2 separate regions of the Sus scrofa genome follow, and region 2 is linked to region 1. Evidence: chromatin contacts called from public targeted proximity ligation data. All regions are on one chromosome and are shown on one strand. The core of a region is the stretch at or near the end of the contact, and the rest is flanking DNA. Distances in the headings are between cores, read along the strand shown. Region 1 overlaps LOC106509966 (a long non-coding RNA gene). Region 2 overlaps MTSS1 (metastasis suppressor protein 1).

What was found.
Region 2: a contact with region 1 is called in a targeted proximity ligation map of alveolar macrophages. A contact is called at or near these places in 2 of 2 datasets of targeted methods (alveolar macrophages and skeletal muscle).

Annotation. Positions count from the first base shown.
Region 1 is chr4:14,802,964-14,805,974 of Sscrofa11.1, reverse strand. All of the region lies in intron 2 of LOC106509966 (a long non-coding RNA gene), which reads left to right. Among named protein-coding and RNA genes, the nearest start is that of ZNF572, 82 kb to the right of the region's middle.
Region 2 is chr4:15,025,344-15,028,354 of Sscrofa11.1, reverse strand. All of the region lies in intron 3 of MTSS1 (metastasis suppressor protein 1), which reads right to left. Among named protein-coding and RNA genes, the nearest start is that of NDUFB9, 86 kb to the left of the region's middle.

The DNA of each region.
Region 1 (3,011 bases), core at 140-2,639:
CACAGTATATGGAGGTTCCCAGGTTAGGGATCTAATTGGAGCTGCAGCCGCCAGCCTATGCCACAGCCACAGCAATGCCGGATCCTTAACCCAGTGAGTGAGGCAGGGATTGAACCCAAAACCTCATGGTCCCTAGTCGGATTTGTTAACCACTGAGCCATGACGGAACTCGCCATTGCTTTTTGATTGCGTGGCCATGGGCAAGCATTTATCTCTCCAAGTTTCTCCCTTGGAAAAGTCTTTGTCTTAGTTCTTGGGTTACTGTGGTTTTCATGGTCTCCCTTCTGGATGCTTCACTCTTCCTTTTTTTTTTTTTTTTTTTTTTTGTCTTTTTGCCATTTCTTGGGCTGCTCCCTGGCATATGGAGGTTCCCAGGCTAGGGGTCTAATCGGAACTGTAGCTGCCAGCCTACGCCAGAGTCACAGCAACACGGGATCTGAGCCGCATCTGCAACGTACACCACAGCTCACGGCAACGCTGGATCGTTAACCCACTGAGCAAGGCCAGGGATCGAACCCGCAACCTCATGGTTCCTAGTCGGATTCATGAACCACTGCGCCATGACGGGAACTCCCTCTCTTCTTTTTTGTTACCTTCTCTTCTTGTCTTATGCCTTGGATGTTACCAAACAGTCCATTTTCCTTCCTCTTTTCTTCCCTTTTTCTCTGTAGTCCCTTCTTGGCAGTCTCAATCACGGTGGCATGAGAAAGAGCAAAGGGAGAATTGTATCCCGGCTCTTTAATCTTCCACTTGGATGACACACCATGCGTGCTCGCATTTCATTGGACAGAGCAAATCATTGGTCCATATCTAACCTCAAGATGGATGTGCTCTTGAAGGAGAGGAGCCCCAGGTGAATAGAGCTTTGGGTGTCTCTACTGGAGCGTCTTGGAAACACATCAGAGCCCTCAACTTTGTCTCTGGCTAGAAGATTTATAAATAATGTATTTTTTTTGTCCAGTAGAAATCTTATGACTAATCATGCTTCCCTTTGCTTTGGCTGTTGGGAAGTTCTAAGCCAGATTTGCTGTCCCCCTCTAGCAGTTTTACAGGAACTGCAGCATAAAAATTTGATGTTAACCTTATGGCTTAAATTTAATTATATTTCATGTCTGTGTGTTTTCCTTTGTCAGGCATCCTATTTTTTTAAATTCTGTAGTGCAAATTTGGAAATGCTACTCAAATCATTATTTGAGTGAATCAGGGTAAAAACTAATGCATGCAGCTACACCCACTGCACATCTATGCAGGAGTTCAGCCCTCACCTTTCGTAAGTTATCACTGGGTCATCACCACGGGGGTGTCCTACATTTACCTCCATCACAATACATCCAAGCAGTACTTAGCATCTTTCCCCTAAATGATCTCCTTTACTTAAATTCCTCTTTCCACGAATAGCCTAACCACATGTGGATGATTGCAAAAAAAGCTAACAATCTTTCACCCCACCCCTGTATCCTCATCCTGCTGGTTTATCTTTCACAACTTCTTGACATCTAGTCAAACGAGTCATTCCATACTCTCCAAATATGCCATGTACGTTTCCGTCACCATGTCTTTGCTCATGTGATTTCTTCTGTCGGAAATGCCCCCCACCAACTCCCCACCTGTAGGAATGCTTCCCATGCCTTAAAGCTCATCTCAGCTGTCTTTCCTTGATAATGTCTGGCCCCATCAGCCAACAAAATGAGAGTATCCTGTGCTCGCAATCTCACTGATCACATTTGACTCAATTGACCTTGCATTTCGCCTTTCTCATATTTACTTTAGCTCCCCAACATTTAGAGAGCCCCTTAGGGAGCAAAGACCATGCCTTACTTTGCTTTTTTTGTTTGCAGCACCCAACTCTTTCAGGCACAGTTTTTTGTTTTGTTTTGTTTTTTGTCTTTTTGTCTTTTATAGGGCCACACCTGCGGCATATGGAGGTTCCCCGGCTCGGGGTCTAATAGGAGCTGTTGCTGCTGGCCTACACCACAGCTCACAGCAACACCAGATCCTCAACCCACTGAGCGAGGCCAGGGATCGAACCCACAACCTCATGGTTTCTCGTTGGATTTGTTAACCACTGAGCCATGACAGGAACTCCCAGGCACAGTTTTGAATTGCCCTGAGCCTGAAGTTCATCACAGGTGAGCTTGACTACTTATCGAATGGGAACAGTTGTATGCCTGGCTCCTCCCTCTCCATCACCTGTCACAGCGACAAACTCTTCAGGCACCTCCGCCAACATATCCTACACCTAGACTCTCTTCGCAAATTCTACTGCCTTGGTTCAGACCTCATCAACTCTCACAGGGACAATTACAAAAGCCCCCAATACTTCTTCCTGTCTTCAAGGCTGGTAACTCTAAAATATACATCCCTCCCTTGGCTTAACACTCTTCGGTGGCTTCCTCAGGGCAATGAGATAAAAGGCCAAGCTCCTTTCATGGTATAAAGGGTTCTACATAATCTAGCCTGGCCTGTTTTTCCTGTCTGGATACCTCTGAAGAGCTACACTTTTTCTGATCATGCATTCCTTTCCACCCTACTTAGAAAAATAAGCATTGATTATTTTTGTCTGCTGTGGTGAGCATTGATTGTTTTTGTCTGCTCATTCCTTCTCTCTTTCTTTGGGTACCATAGCCTACCCTCCTTAGAACCTAGGTGGCATGTGACCTATGCTGACCTGTTAGAGAACTCCATTCTCTTCCCAAGGACATAGTCCAGTGAGAACCTTTCTTGAGATTTTCTTCTTCTTTTTTCCTTTTTAGGGCTTCACTTGCTGCATATGGAAGTTCCCAGGCTAGGGGTCGAATCAGAGCTGCAGCTGCCGTCCTGTGCCACATTAGCAGCAATGTGGAGTCCAAGCCGTGTCTGGAACCTACACCACAGCTCATGGTAATGCAGGATCCTTAACCCACTGAGTGAGGCCAGGGATCCAACCTGCATCCTCATGGATACTAGTCGAGTTCTTAACTCACTGAGGCACCACGAGAACTCCCCCTTTCTTGAGATTTTCAATGCGGAAT
Region 2 (3,011 bases), core at 210-2,709, 220 kb before region 1:
TTTGATGTCTGTGCCGAGTTCTGATGGTGGTTCTAGAAAGGGTTTCCCCAGAAGAGCGGAGCCATGGCCACAATAATGGAGCAAAGTGAAATTAACTTCCAAGAGTAATTAATGCAATTACTACTCTCACACTTGAAGCTGTGATCCATCCGAATTTATGTATGAAAGCAGACCTTCCTCAAAAGGACGAGATGGCCATGACCTTCTCTAGGTCACTCCCACTGAGACCAGTAAGAAGGTTACTGTACACGCCAGTCCTTAGATAAGAGACATAAAAAGTCCCAATCCCTTCTGTCTCTTTGTACTTTCCCTTCATCATCCTCTCAAACCACTCTGCAGAAATATTTACAAACGTGAAGAGCTCTCCATCACTGAGGACATACCTCTTACCGAAGGAGTTATGACACCTGGAAAAATAAAAGGCACCAAGTCTGACTTTTGTGCTCAGCTGACTAGAGCCTTCAAATTTCCTTGACCTAAATGCCTCTTCTCAGATGCCATTAGAGATTCTCATACTAAGTCAGTCAGAAAGAGGACGAAAAATAACCATATGATCCCCCCTTGCATGTGGAGTCTCAAATGGGGCACAAATGAACCACTCTACGAAACAGAGACAGACTCATGGTCGTAGAGCACGGACTTGTGGTTGCCAGGGGAGACGGGGAAGGGAGTGGGATGGACTGGGACTCTGGGTAGCAGATGCAAACTATTCCATTTAGAATGGATAAGCACAGGGAACTCTGTCCAGGCTCGTGGGATAGACCATGATGGAAGATGATGTAAGAAAGGGAATGTATATAGATGTATGACTGGTGACTTTGCTGGACAACAGATACTGGCACAACACTGTAAATCAATTACACTTTAATTTCAAAAGGTTTTTTTTTTTCATGTGTTGAAAAAGAAAATAAATAAATCCCTTTTCTCCCCAGCTGTTGGAAGGTATACAGTCCATGCCCTTGGTATTCAACACTGGTCCCTGGAATGGAGCATTCCCAGCCCCACCCCAAACTGGCTGAATCAGAACCTGCGTCTTACCAGATTCCAAGGGTTGCCTGACATATATTAGTGCTTGACAAACACTGTTCTACGCAACAACTTTAAAAGACAGCAAATGATTTTAAAAAGCCCTAATGACTTCTGTTTGTACAAAATAACAAACCCTCAACTGTTTGCTTCTTTACAAAACAGCGGAACTGGCCCCTGTTTCCTCATTTACTAAAAGGGAACAAACACCGCCCATTCTCAACACGGCACTACCTCCCTGGATTTTTTTGTTAATGCCGAACACCTCTCTAGCTCGGAGCCTTGGAACACAAGAGACGTTCCATTAAACACCCACTTCGTAACCCTCCAACTCTCACTTCCCTCCTCTCGCTTTCTTTCTATAAGTCAACCTCACTTGGGGATGACAAAGTGAGAAGAGAAGACTAAGGAGCAGCCCTTGAGAGGAGGAAACAGACAAACACGGAGAACCAGCCACAGGACAGAGCTGCTCTGGTTTGCCTGGACAACAAGATCCAAGTGAACACACCTCAGTAAGGTGAGAGGGTGCTGGCCGTGCCTTCCCTTAGCTAGCAGGTCCTAAAACATGGCTGTGGTCCCCAAAGTTTCAGAAGACATGGGATTTCTTTGCTACAAAGCTCAGCTGAAAATTTACATGTAAACAGAGACATGTGTGAGGCCTGACATAACCCAGCCAAAGGTCCTAACACCTCTGTTCCTATACAATCCCCCCACCCCCACCCCTCGTCCTTCTAGCCAGGGTGCAGGCAAATCCTGACGACCGTCACCCACTGTGGGTGATCTCCCTTCTGCCACGCTAGGCTGCTCGCATCTGGGGCAATAGGCTTATTCATCCTGACACCCTCCACAAGCGCGAGACCCAGGAGACAGGGGCGTGGGTGTCCCGAGCTGTTATCGCCTGTATTGCACCTGTCCTCTCACTGAGGCCAAATTAAATGCCCAGTACATACACCAGGGATCAAACGGGTCTCTGAGGAAGCTCCTGAACACCAGCTCTCGGAAGACACAAAGGTAAGTGCGTTGGTTTTCCAGACTCCTCGGGCTGCGACACAAAAGTCCAAAGCAGCCTCGGACACAGGTCCCTGGGCTTATTCAAAGTTCTGGCAGCTTTCTTGCTTTCTTTTTTTATTAAACACGTTTTGAAACTCTGAAGGCAAGGAAAAATGAAACAAAGGTTATGAACTCGGGGAGCTTACCTCCAAAAAAATTTTCCAAAGGGCAGCCAGTGTGACACAATCATGTTGACAGCTGTGACAAGTGAAGCTTTATTTGCCCGAGAGCCTTCCCTGTTCACTTAGCTGTGATCACTGAGGCCTCATGATCCCTGCTAAGGAAATGCACACCCACCTGTCGCCCAGAGCCTCGGAGCTCGCAGAAAGTCTCCGAGAATTCCTGGACAGTGAGCACCATCACCACTGGGGAGGGTGCCCTGGAGAGGGGCTGCTTCATGTCTTGGCATAAGGGCCCCGGGACCCTGTGCCATGGCCTTGGAGCCTCGTTAGAGGAACCAACCCTCAGCATGTTCAGTGGGCAGAGAGCCAATGGCAAACGACTCCACTGACTTGATCTTTCAAGACTGGTTTACACCATCTGAAAATTCAAAGGTCTAGAACTCAGAACTAAGATGAGACTCTCCTCTGGCGTCCATGGAAATGGCCAAGAAAGGAATGATCTTCCAATCTCCTGCGGGACGTGCCCTGTACCTTACACGGTCCTCCTGCTCTAATATCACAACAACCCAAAGGCTCAGACATAACCCCAAAGACTAGGAAACTGTGGCCCTGCTATGGGCTAGAATTAAGCACCAGGCTCCGGGACTATACACGCTAAAGCAAGTACACTTGTTCATGCTTTTCATTTTCTTTAGGGGCATACCTGGGGCCATATGGAAGTTCCCAGGCTAGGGGTTGAATCAGAGCTGCAGCTGCCAGCCTACACCACAGCCACGGCAACACGGGATCCGAGCCTCATCTGTGATCTACACT